2 separate regions of the Mus musculus genome follow, and region 1 is linked to region 2. The links are chromatin contacts, called in public Hi-C maps. All regions are on one chromosome and are shown on one strand. Each heading gives the region's core, a stretch centred on a gene start, on an enhancer-like site or on the middle of the called end of the contact. The rest is flanking DNA. Distances are from core to core; before and after follow the strand shown.

Region 1 (5,815 bases), core at 1,783-4,282, 140 kb after region 2:
ATTAAAATAAAGGCTGTGTGTGTGTGTGTGTGTGTGTGTGTGTGTGTGTGTGTGTGTGTGACTGACTCTGCCTGTGTGTGTCTCTCATTCGGAAACATAAAGTATTGAGGTGGGTAATGAACCCGCCACTGGACTTAATTTTTAAAATAATTAATTCAACAAATGTCATCCTTTCAATAAAAAGAAATAAGGGAGGCCCAGTAGTTAAGAGCACTGACTGCTTGTCCAGAGTACCCTGGTTCAAATTCTAGTACCCACATGGCAGCTCACAACTGCGTGTAACTCCAAGATCTGACACACAGACATGCATGCAGGCAAATCACCAATGCATATAAAATAAAAATAAATAAAATTTTTAAAATTTTAAGAAAGAATACTTAAAAATAAAATAATTTTTTTTAAAAAAAGGAAAAAGGTAGGACCGAGATTCAATAGTTTATACTGAGCAGGTAGAAGTAGAGGGGGAAGAGGGGGAGAAAAGAAGGGAGGATGGGAGAGAGAGAGAGGAATAAAGGTAAGATAAAGAAATAAGAGAGAGAGAGAGAGAGAGAGAGAGAGAGAGAGAGAGAGAGAAGACGACTCAGTAAATCTAAGTCTCTAGTTAAAGAAGGTTGAAGCCTTAGACAAGTTCTGCTTCTTCCCCTTTCCATGTAAATAAAGGTATCGGAAAGTGAACCCTGTTTATTGACCTTATCATTTGCAGGAGTGGAAGACAGAGGAGAGGAGTCTTGGGCTGACGTTTATAGGGAGTGCTGTATACTACCTATTCATCTATTGCCAAATGTGTGCTAATCTCTAAGTACACAGAGTGACTCTAACAGTAAAGGAACTGAGTGAGGCCCCTTCCTGCACAGCAGACTGGGAACACGCTGCTTGGGATGAGACTTCCCTTCCCACAGTGAGCTTGTTTGTCCTGGGGCTTGGTTGTTCAGCTCATCTCATTGTGCAGTGCCTTTAAAGGAAGCAATTGGCCTCTGGAGCCAGCCCTCCACAGTCTCTGATGGCAGCTAGATCCTGCCACCTAATCGGTTTTGATTGTGTTCACTAGCTGTAGGAATGGCATTTCCATTTCAATGAGGCAGCTGGCAGGCATGCTGCAACACCACATTGATTGCAGACTAAAACTATTTCAAGTATATCTGCAAAATGCACATTTCTAATGAACTTCCAGTTTTGTGCTCCCTCTTTATAAAAGCAAACTTTATTGTTTCTGTGACTAGCACCCCTTACTCTGCCCGCTTCATGGCCTAGCTTCTCCCATCTCTGTGCTAAGCGAGGTAACCATGTCTACTATGTCCCAGCCAAAGGTTCTTATTGAACTCCCCTGGCCTTTGATTGTAGCCAGCCACTTTCCCACTCTTCAGTCATGAGATCTCAGTTATTCCTAAGAACATTTGTAATTACTCTTTTTTGTTGTTGTTGTTCAGAATTTAATAATATCTCACTATCCTTCACCCCTTCCAGGCTCAGAAAAGTCCTCGGAAAGTTTTCTACATCCTGACCTCATAAGTCCCTGACCTCATAAGTCCCCTTTGCTCTCTCACTCTGTCTCCATCCGATCTGCCTTATTCCCTTCAGAGCATAAGGAACCTGGGCCTTTAGAGAAAGTTCTCTGTACAACATACACTGAGTGATCTAAATCAAAAACACTCCTGACTGAAAAGCATATGTAATCTATGTGAGGATGGCGAGCTAGTTCCTTCTGTTGTTTCTGATGACATTTTGATATCCATCACAGACCATGTGTTGTTATGGTGATGGGAAGAGCCTATGCTTGAGAGAACCGCGGAACAATGAGATACAGAGAGGGATTTTTTTAAATTTATTAAACATGCACCACTTCAATGGCATCATCAAATGTTTTTACACTAAAAATCCCCACAGTTCACCATATGAAATAAAATTATTTTCTTTTCCTATACAAAACCAAAAACACAAAATAAAAACAAGTAGCATTGAGCTAATTTAAAGGGAGAGAGTTGTAGGAGACAAAGCTGCTTGACTCACGGGTACCAAAGAGAAGGTGCAAGGGGCTGGGGAGGAGTGGGGAGGAACAGGGACTCTCGCCTACAGTTTTAAGGCCACGGCTAGTGCTCGGCGGTCAAATTCATTGTGGACAGAGCAGGACACAATCTCGAGCTTGTTATATTAAGTCCTGTGTTTTCTTCAGTTTCAATCATACATGAGAGTCCTGTTGGAGACCTAGAAATGTTTTTTAGGTAAGATTAAAAAATATAGAGAGAGGAAATTAAGGTAACATGTAAAGGAAACTTTAGTCATTCCAGAATCTGGCTGGGAGTCAGAAACGTCAATACATCTGATAAAATATAAATTGCTCACAGCTGATGCCTCCAACCGTTTGACATTGGGGAATGATTTTGTTATCTACAAAGTTCACACTTGAGAACCTCACAACTGAGTTGCCAGAAATTATATAATATTTTAAGTAAGTTTACAATTTTGTATTGAGCTGCAGTCATGCACATTCTCAGTTTCATGAAGTGCCTGGTACCTGAGATTGGACACTTCTAGGCTATATAAATAACATTTATCTTCATAAAAACATCTAAAGGTACTAAGAATCACAAGCTGCTAATTTAAGGCCAGAATGTCTAGGCCATGTTTGTGTATGGGTTCCTCTCTCAGTCTAAACCCAAACTGTGCACTGCATCATGACAGCTGCAATCATTTTATTTATCAAAGAAAATCATTTAATCTTTAAATTTTGTTGCAAATTTTATTCTTTAAACAATGAGATTTAGAAAACCTCAAAATTGTGTGTGTGTTTGTGTGTGTGCACAAAATCTAAACTTTTCTATTGAAAGACCCCCATTTCGGGAAGACCCTCACTCAAGTCTGGGGATGAGCCGACGCCCCAATAACTCAAGAGACACCATTCTTGATGCAATATCGCATGAGGTTTATTTGGGAATCAGCATGCTGAGGCTGAGCTCATAACCCACACAGGGGCAGAGGAGATCAACCCTCAGCAGTTGCAGTTGAGGGTTTTTAAAGGAAAAAACCACAAAGAAAGGGGAAGCTGAGTAAACATCATAAGCATGAGGATGATGAATTACAGCTCATCTCTTACGGAAAGGTTACAGGCTATCTTTGGCAAGCATTCTTGGTCCCTTACAAAATGAGTCAGGCGCCTGGGTGGGTCAAGATTGTGGTGAGCCAGTTCCAGGAATTAGGTGGATCACCCAGTGGTCATCGGTTTTTCAGGCTGAAGGTGAAAGAACAAAGAACTCCATGCTGGGCTTTGTTTCTAGGGGTCTAAGGAACACATTGAGTTGGGGGGTCTTACACTATCTCTTGCGAAGCCCACACTTATGCCTTTAGGGTATCTAATATCCTATTCTTAAGCATCTCTAAAACCTCAGGCTTAAATCAAAAGATTGTAGTGTTTCATATCCCTATTTAATAAACTAATGTTGATTTACTTCAGTTGGTCCTGAAATAACTCCCCCCCCACCTCCCCCAAATTCTTTTCTGCCATGTAGTCAAGGATTCAGCTTTACTTGTAACTCCACGGGCTACTTATAGTCTCTCCAACGTGACTGTTGGTTTTAGAAATATTAAGTCTAACTCTCCTAATTCCACATTAAAAACAAAACAAAACAAAACAAAACAAAACAAAACAAAACAAAACAAGGTTAGTAGGGCGCAGAAAGGTGAGATGGTCCAAGGCCTTGTCACTCATTGATGAGTGACAGAAACAGACTTCTCAGGTCTGATTCCTATACTGGTGGTGGCGGTTTTTTCTGCTATTGAATCCTTACCTATTGCTAACACTAGTTTGGAAAGGTGTGGTTATTATTGTCTGTCATCTTCTTTTGTTCTCAAACACTTATTATACTGTTATTTTTTTAATTTGTTATTAGAATCTAAGAACAGTCCAGTAACATTAGACGAGTAAGTAAATGGGTATTAGCCAAAAGGGTCAGCCTTAGTACCGATGACCGATCACAATTGTCAGCACAAACAGGATCATGTTTTCGTCAGTTGAATATTTTTAATATTTAAACTTAATGTACTTTCTTCTTTACCTGCTTGTGGGGGTCACAATTCCAACCAGGTCACTGTAGATTAGTCATCTGACTGAACTCTAAAAGGCGCAAAAAGAATAAAGAAAACAAATACATTCAAGTGGAAGACAATTCCTGCTGTAGAATGTTATGCATTTAACAAGACACTTTGGCTGAAGTGCTTACACAATCTTTCAGGGACACAGTAAATAATTCTAGGGTTCAATCAATTCATACATACTTAAAATTTATTGTTATGTAAAAGCCTGAGAAAATGAAAACTTACAAGACAGTTGTAAACTATCGAGCTTCTTTTCTTTCTCTCCGGATGCATGTAACCTTCATCATCAACAAAATAATTTTCAAGTCATTTAACACAGTTCCCAGAGAATATTATCTGTATCTTTTTTAAAATTACTTCAGATATCACATTTTCTTTGAATCTCTGGAAAAGGCTAGCTATAGAAACTTTGTGAAGAATAGAATTAGTCATTCTATCAAACGTTTAGAAAGTGGTTTTCAGCTTTGCTTTATAAGTTTATTCTTTAGCTAATATTTTCAAGAACATATTTACTGTATTTTAAAAAATTTTTTGAAAGGGGTTACTGAAGGCAATAGCTAAGCTTGAAATTGTAATTGACACCCCCACCCCCACCCCCACCCCCAGGAACAATTTGTAATCTGTGAGTGTCATTGTCTCTATTTTAAGCCAGCCTGTAGGTGACCATACATCATCTTTGGCACAAAAGGAAAAGAACTCATCTCCAGCTAGGCACTAGGTACACGGGTAGGGGACAGTGACAGAGGGTGGGCAACATGCTGACCTCCAGGATCCATCAACTCTCACTTATTTAGCTGTGAGGAGAGCCACACCTCTCTTAACCAGGCAACTGGTGAACTTCTGGAATGAAATGCAACACCCCAACACCCCATACACACCGGCTAACACAATTGCCAACACAGGTGGGCTCCTGCACCAAAGTGTTCTGCAGATAAACTTGTGATCACGCTCTGCATTCAGAATAAACAGGGAGATGCCTGTGCTGGAGCCGTCAAACCACAGAGTGGTGGGTTCTTTTTCTGATACTAGCTAATATCCGAGGTGTTTTAGGCTTCGATCTACTGTGGTCACATTCTAGATAAGCAGGGAGTTCAGATTTGTCCCTCTCCTGTTTCCATGTGAGTTCATTTTCAGTGACATTACTTCTGTGTTTTAGACATTCATTTCCCATGATTCTTAACAAGAAACTATATTGTAAACACTTAGACACCATCTAGAGCAACAGGTATGTATCAGTCAAGATTTTAAAGAGTGTTGGGGATCCTCAAAACATTTTGTTGTATATCTCTCAGAGAGCATTCTGAACCTAGAAGCTAGATTTCAGAGCATCTATGTCCTTCAAGGTTTTATATACAAAACACTAATAAGGGACATCATAAGCTACACGGCTACCGCCTTGGAGCAAATCTTCCAGCTTAAGGAAAACTTCATGCAGTTTGTTAAGAGATCTAAGAGAAATTTTGGGGGATATATTTTCTCTTCCTTTCTTTTCTTGGGGGAAAAAGCATGAGCTGTCTCTGCTGTCACTCTAAAGAGATTAAAGAGAATTCTAGAAAAGTCTCAAGACCTAGAGAACTAAATAAAGAAAAGGACTCAAGTGTCTGTATGCTTGTGGCTGATTTTCTTTTTTGGGTAACGACTTTGTATATTGAACAAATTCTCTACCTATTCTTTACCTTCAGAATAAACCAAAGGTTAGAGAGAAAGAAGCAGGAGACATTGTCAG
Region 2 (5,428 bases), core at 937-3,436:
AGCGCCTGGCGGGGCGAGGTGGGGAGTGGGGCAACGTGAAGTGCCCCCAGCAGTATGAATTAGACAACATGGCTATTTAAAGGGAGGTTCAGAGCAAGGGACAGCAAGTTGGACTCATGGGGTTGTCTTAAATCCCAGGTGAGAATGAGGCCTGGCAGCATCTCTGTGTGAGAAGGAAATGTGACAGAACTGTGCTACAAAGCTGGGTGGCCTGGAAACACTCTGGAGCCTTGCAATTAACCGCAACTCTGGAGCAGCTATAGCAGTGTCCTCTCCGGCCTCTTCTAGGGCTACGTCACCGCTTTGGCAATAAATAAAACCAGTACTATCTTCTTTCTGCCTGCTAAGCACAAGTGATCAGTTTGAACCCTTATAGTTTAAGAACAGAAATGATTTTTCATGTCGCTTGTTCAATATCTAATACAAATAGGCTACAAGTTTATATGACTGGCACCATTTTGAATAAATTCTTGTTGTATATATTTGAGATACTAAGTGCACTTTTTTTTAATAGCATTTAATCAGAGTTACTTGACACAAGCTTATTCTACACACAAGCAAACACATTCAGAACACTACCACTCAATCTATGAACAACAACTGCACCTGCAGAGGGCCCTAAGTTTCCAGCCCCTTTGCTCATAGAATCGGTCATTCTCACAGTAACCCTGTGGCAGGTTGATGTGTTCTGTCAGGCTTACAAACGAAGACATCACAGCGAGTGTTTTAGTGATTGCTTTGACATCAACTGCTAGCCTCTGCTTCCTTATACCACTCAGAGAGTTTTTATATGCATTGTAATTCCACTGGGGAAAAAATGTCTTTAAAATAATGTTGCTGTCTTTTTGTGCAGTATTAGAAGAGATTTCCGAGTAATACTTTATGGGCAAAAATATGTACATAGTGCTTACTTCATTCTGAAGCCAAATCGGAATCCATAAGGACCGATGTGCATTGGTTCTTTTATATCTAACTTTGATTAATTTTCTCACTTGACAGTTTCATATATATATATATATATATATATATATATAAAATAATCATGGCTATTTTCACCCATCCCCCTCCTATCTCCCTTCTAACTCTGTCCACACCCTCCCTCCACCTGCCTCTTTACCCCTCATAAGTCCCTTTCTCATATTCATGTCTTTGCATTTTGTTTTATGACCCACTGGGTTTGGCCAGAGCTGTGGTGCTCAAACCCAGAACCTGGGTTTTGAACTATTCCTTGGAGCCTAGCAGGCTCACCTGTGAACACACAAGTGAAGACAACGGCTGCTTTTCCCCTAGAATCCACCAGTAGTCAGCATTTCATCAGGATGGGATGAGGTCCCATGAGTCTTTTTCCAGCCTTGACTGATGCCAGGCCCAGCCAATGGAAGCAACGGCAGATGCCGTGACATTATTGCTTATAGCCATGCCTTGCCTAAAATGGAGCATCTCACAGTCCCCTTCCCTATCTATCTTCCAGCTCTTACATCCTTTTTGTCTCCTTGGCGATGTTCCCTGAACCTTAGAAGGGGAGGTATAGTTGCTATTGAGAGTTGACACTAATTGTCACTTCCTCTCAGCACCCTAAGCAGCCATGAGCCTCTGCATTCACTACAGACCATTTATCACAAAGGGAAGCTTTTTTGGGCAGGGCAGGGAATAGCATCGGTCTATGGGTATAAACATAAAACACTCATTTTTTTTTTTAAGCCTCTGATCTTGTAATAGTTTCTGTGGTGCCATCTGCCACCAGATGGCAGCATCAGATATTATTTTTAAGCTGTTCTGGTCTTCTGATGATAGCATGCAATATGATACACAACCCAGCTAATATTAAAGCCTCAATGTACACAGTAACGCACCGCATAGGCTCGTCTCTCCCAGGAGGTGAGAACAAGCTGTCTTTTAAGATTTCTGTGATCCGTACTGGCTCACTGCCTAACGAATGCTTTTCGTTTTTGTTTCACAAAATCAAATAAAAACAGTAAGCATTTCCCTAGCTGTTGCAGGATTAATCATTAGGAGCCCATCACTCTCAGATATAAAGGGAAACAAATACAACATCTGCTGAACCTTCCTCGATGCCACAGGCTAGGAGAAAGTTCTCCAGTTTTGCTCTCAGACCTATCTGGGATTCCTCAGCAGCAGAAGAAAACAATTGGGGAACTGGCAATATAGGAGTTGGTCTGCCATAAAGTGTAAGCTTGAAGGCAGACAATGGTTCTGCTTTCATGATCTACAGAAACAGCTGACACACCCCATGGAGGATATAGTGGTGGTGCAGACACTATTGAAGCTGATGTGGGATTTGTGGTTTTTTCCACAGTTCCTGTGTCTTTTCAGATCAGCCAGCCCAGGAAAGGTGGACATAGAACAGCTTCATAATGCTGGTTAGGCTCAACCTCAAAGCCTCATGCAGGGACTGACTGACCAAGTTACAGGGGAGGATGTCAAAGAATTCAAAGGCAAAAGATATGTGTCACTGGGCTTGCTGACTATTGGATGGACTCAGGCCTACAGTCACATATAGCCAACTCTATGATGTATGCCTTCTTCGGAACTCCTGGCCTGGGGCCAAACATTCTGGAGGAGCTTGGTGGCTAACAGGATCACAGCTGTCATTGTCGAAGCTCTGAGCTTGCTGGCTAAACTTTCATACCTGTAACCAGCAAGGAATCAGTGAGCACATATGCATGAACCCCTGAGAATCCACACACACTCAGGGAGTTTATTATGTAGACAACGCAGAACAGATGAGCTCCTCATGCCTCCAGTCCCACGGAAAGAAAGACATTCAACCTGAATGTCAATTATGACTAACAGCAGATGCAATGGCTCACTCTGCTAGGGTGGGGACAAACTGCAAAGGAGCTCTCAGACGGTGCAGCCCGTGGCTAGGCGGGAAACCCTGAGCTCAGCTGGAACGAAACACGGGAGATGGATGAGAAATAAGTATCGTGCAGTGTGTGTTGCTCTATGAGATATGTGCAAGCATCCCTCCAAGAATCAGCTCAGATGGTGGTAAAGTCCTGCCTGCGTGGCCTCATGGGAAACATGCAAGGGTACCGGGGAACCGTGTGAACCTCATCCTGAATTTCCCCAGAGTGAATCTACTCTCTGTAAGCTTTTCAAGTGGGAATGACCCTGACCCACCTCCATCACAGGGCCTGGGGAAGGCTTGAGCAGAGGATCCCACAGCCTTGTTCACAATAACTGTTTCCTGTACGAGTGAGTCTCATCTGCCTAGGACACTTTCAGAAATTTCCAGATAAGCCAAGAAGTATCCTTCTTAATCCTCTGAGGTGAAGATCAATTTTTAATACAGATATCCTTTTCTGTCCTTATTCTCATTGCCCTACAGAGAGAAGATCTTCTACAGAAACTCCTGTGGCTGCTAATTCCCTCTTCACTTTCTATGAAAATTTAGGGATTTCCCTTGACTTGCAGTAACAGAATAGGCACTAGGTTTTCTTCTCTCTCTCAAAATGTGCACAAAGCTAATTAAAAAAAAAAAAACATTCAGATTAGTCCTGTGGCACAATTTCTGAGTTTTCTTCCAAATAACTGTTTCTGTAGCTCTCACTTTTTGAAGACTCGTTTATTTATTTTGTGTAATTGAGAACACTGTAGCTGTCTTCAGATACACCAGAAGAGGGCATTGGATCCTATTACAGATAGTTGTGAGCCACTATGTGGTTGCTGGGAATTGAACTCAGAACCTCTGGAAGAGCAGCCAGTGCTCTTAACCACTGAGCCACATCTCCAGCCCCTGTGCTGTATATCTCTTGAATATTTTTCTTTAAAAGCCTGTACTTCTCCTTCCTCTCCCACAAGACTATTACTAGCTGTCATGGCTACCATTAATAGATTTTTGAAACCCATCCCATGGGACTCTTAATTTCACAATCAATTTGCCCATATTGAAATTTCTATAATAAAATAAAGCTCCATGTAAGCCCTCTGATCTGAACTGGTCCCATAAATTAATATCTTTTCAATAAAATAAAGTTCAACAACTTCCTTTAGCCTTTCTCTCCATTTACCAGTTTGTAATCTCTAAGAATTCGCCAACTGTTCAAATGTTCAAAGCAGCATGCAAAGCACTTCTTCTTCTTCTTCTTCTTCTTCTTCTTCTTCTTCTTCTTCTTCTTCTTCTTCTTCTTCTTCTTCTTCTTCTTCTTCTTCTTTTGGTCTTCCTCCCCTCTCCAATCCATTCAATGAAATATATTCTTATTTTTTTATATAAAATCATAGGCAAAGTTGTATTTGTTAAAAAGTGATAGGTGTTGTTTTGATAAAGCCCGAGAGTCATACTTCCTGGTTCCTCCACACAGCCAGTCCTTGAAGCTCTGGCAAACAGAACGGAAAACCCCTGTGAGCTGTGCTAACTCATACCTAGAGTTGGAGTTTTCAAGAGAATACTTGTAGTTTTTTGTTTGTATGTTTTGTACTCTAACCTATTTTTTTAATCATATTTATTTATTTATTTACTTCCTTACAAATTTATTTGAAAGACTCCAGAGAGGTCAAGGGCCTCCCTCAGTAACGTTTCAGCGGACTGCTTACAAAGGGACAGCTATCTCGAGTCCTTGTCACACTGTGGCTGCATTTTGCACAACGTTGCACTGCATTTCCTAAGCATTTCTGACTCTTTTTCACATTAAAAAAAAAACATAATAGCTCCACTGGGATTGCATATGTGGAAGGCACTGTGTTTTTAAAAACTCTGTCTTAATCATTTTTTAAATTTTGGCCTTCATAACAAGCTTACTCCCCCACCCCCACCCCCATGCGCGGTCAGCATTGGTCAGCGTTTATACCACACGGTGGGTTTCAACTTTGGCAAGAAATTATAATAATTCCTAACATGCGAAACTTTTGAAAATATGAAACAAGTTATGACACGCAGACCAACAAAACCAGAATGACTTAGTGTGGAACCAAGCATTTGTTATACTCCCCAAGTGCTCCGATCCCCGTGTGTCTTCTCTCTGGTCTAAGGCTTCTTTGAGAACAAAATGATGTGATGGGCTCACAATCAACAGCATCACTGAACACTTGATCTTCATCGCTTCTCTGGCCCAACCCTTTATGCTGGCAACCCCTCCTCAGTAAGCGAAGAACTTAATCCCAAAGCCCTGCTGACACAGGCTCCAGGTTCTCTTGGTCTACCTCCTTCCCGTTCCCTTGGCTTTCCCCATCCCTGGTCAGAGAGCCCAGAGCAGTTACAGGTACCGAGTGAAAAGTTCACCCTCAGGAAAGGGGTGAAGTGGGGGCTTTTACAGCCCTGGGCAACAAAACGGGGTCTGGGGCAGAGGAAAAGATACAGCCCGGCTGCCCCTGGGAAGGGAGATGCTGCAACCCTCTTGTTTGAAATCATCAATACTTAATTGTTTGCCCTTCTGGCTATGGTTACATAACCATGCTGGGACCACAC

Evidence for each region. A called contact is a pair of places that touch in the nucleus more often than the background predicts.
Region 1: a contact with region 2 is called in a Hi-C map of pancreatic cancer cells, with 2.7 times the contacts expected there. The contact joins two enhancer-like sites. A contact is called at or near these places in 4 of 39 promoter capture datasets (the 3T3-L1 cell line, hippocampal neurons and liver), 1 of 15 datasets of contacts at CTCF or cohesin (pro-B cells), 3 of 484 Hi-C or Micro-C datasets (adipose-derived mesenchymal stem cells, frontal cortex and pancreatic cancer cells), 2 of 115 datasets of contacts at active chromatin or transcription factors (SST interneurons and pancreatic cancer cells) and 1 of 9 other capture datasets (adipose tissue).

What each region holds. Positions count from the first base shown.
Region 1 is chr3:36,351,284-36,357,098 of GRCm38.p6, forward strand. It overlaps Gm42209 (a long non-coding RNA gene), which reads right to left. Exons shown (of 3, transcript XR_880773.1): 2 at 4,050-4,108; 3 at 2,935-3,226. Among named protein-coding and RNA genes, the nearest start is that of Gm42209, 52 kb to the right of the region's middle. Within about 2 kb of position 3,033, at least 12 of the 459 cell types and tissues checked have an H3K27ac peak or open chromatin away from gene starts, as enhancers often do. A contact at or near this core is called in pancreatic cancer cells, where this site is marked.
Region 2 is chr3:36,208,610-36,214,037 of GRCm38.p6, forward strand. The region is part of intron 1 of Qrfpr (pyroglutamylated RFamide peptide receptor); the gene reads right to left. It also overlaps the pseudogene Gm18893. Among named protein-coding and RNA genes, the nearest start is that of Qrfpr, 11 kb to the right of the region's middle. Within about 2 kb of position 2,187, at least 20 of the 459 cell types and tissues checked have an H3K27ac peak or open chromatin away from gene starts, as enhancers often do. A contact at or near this core is called in pancreatic cancer cells, where this site is marked.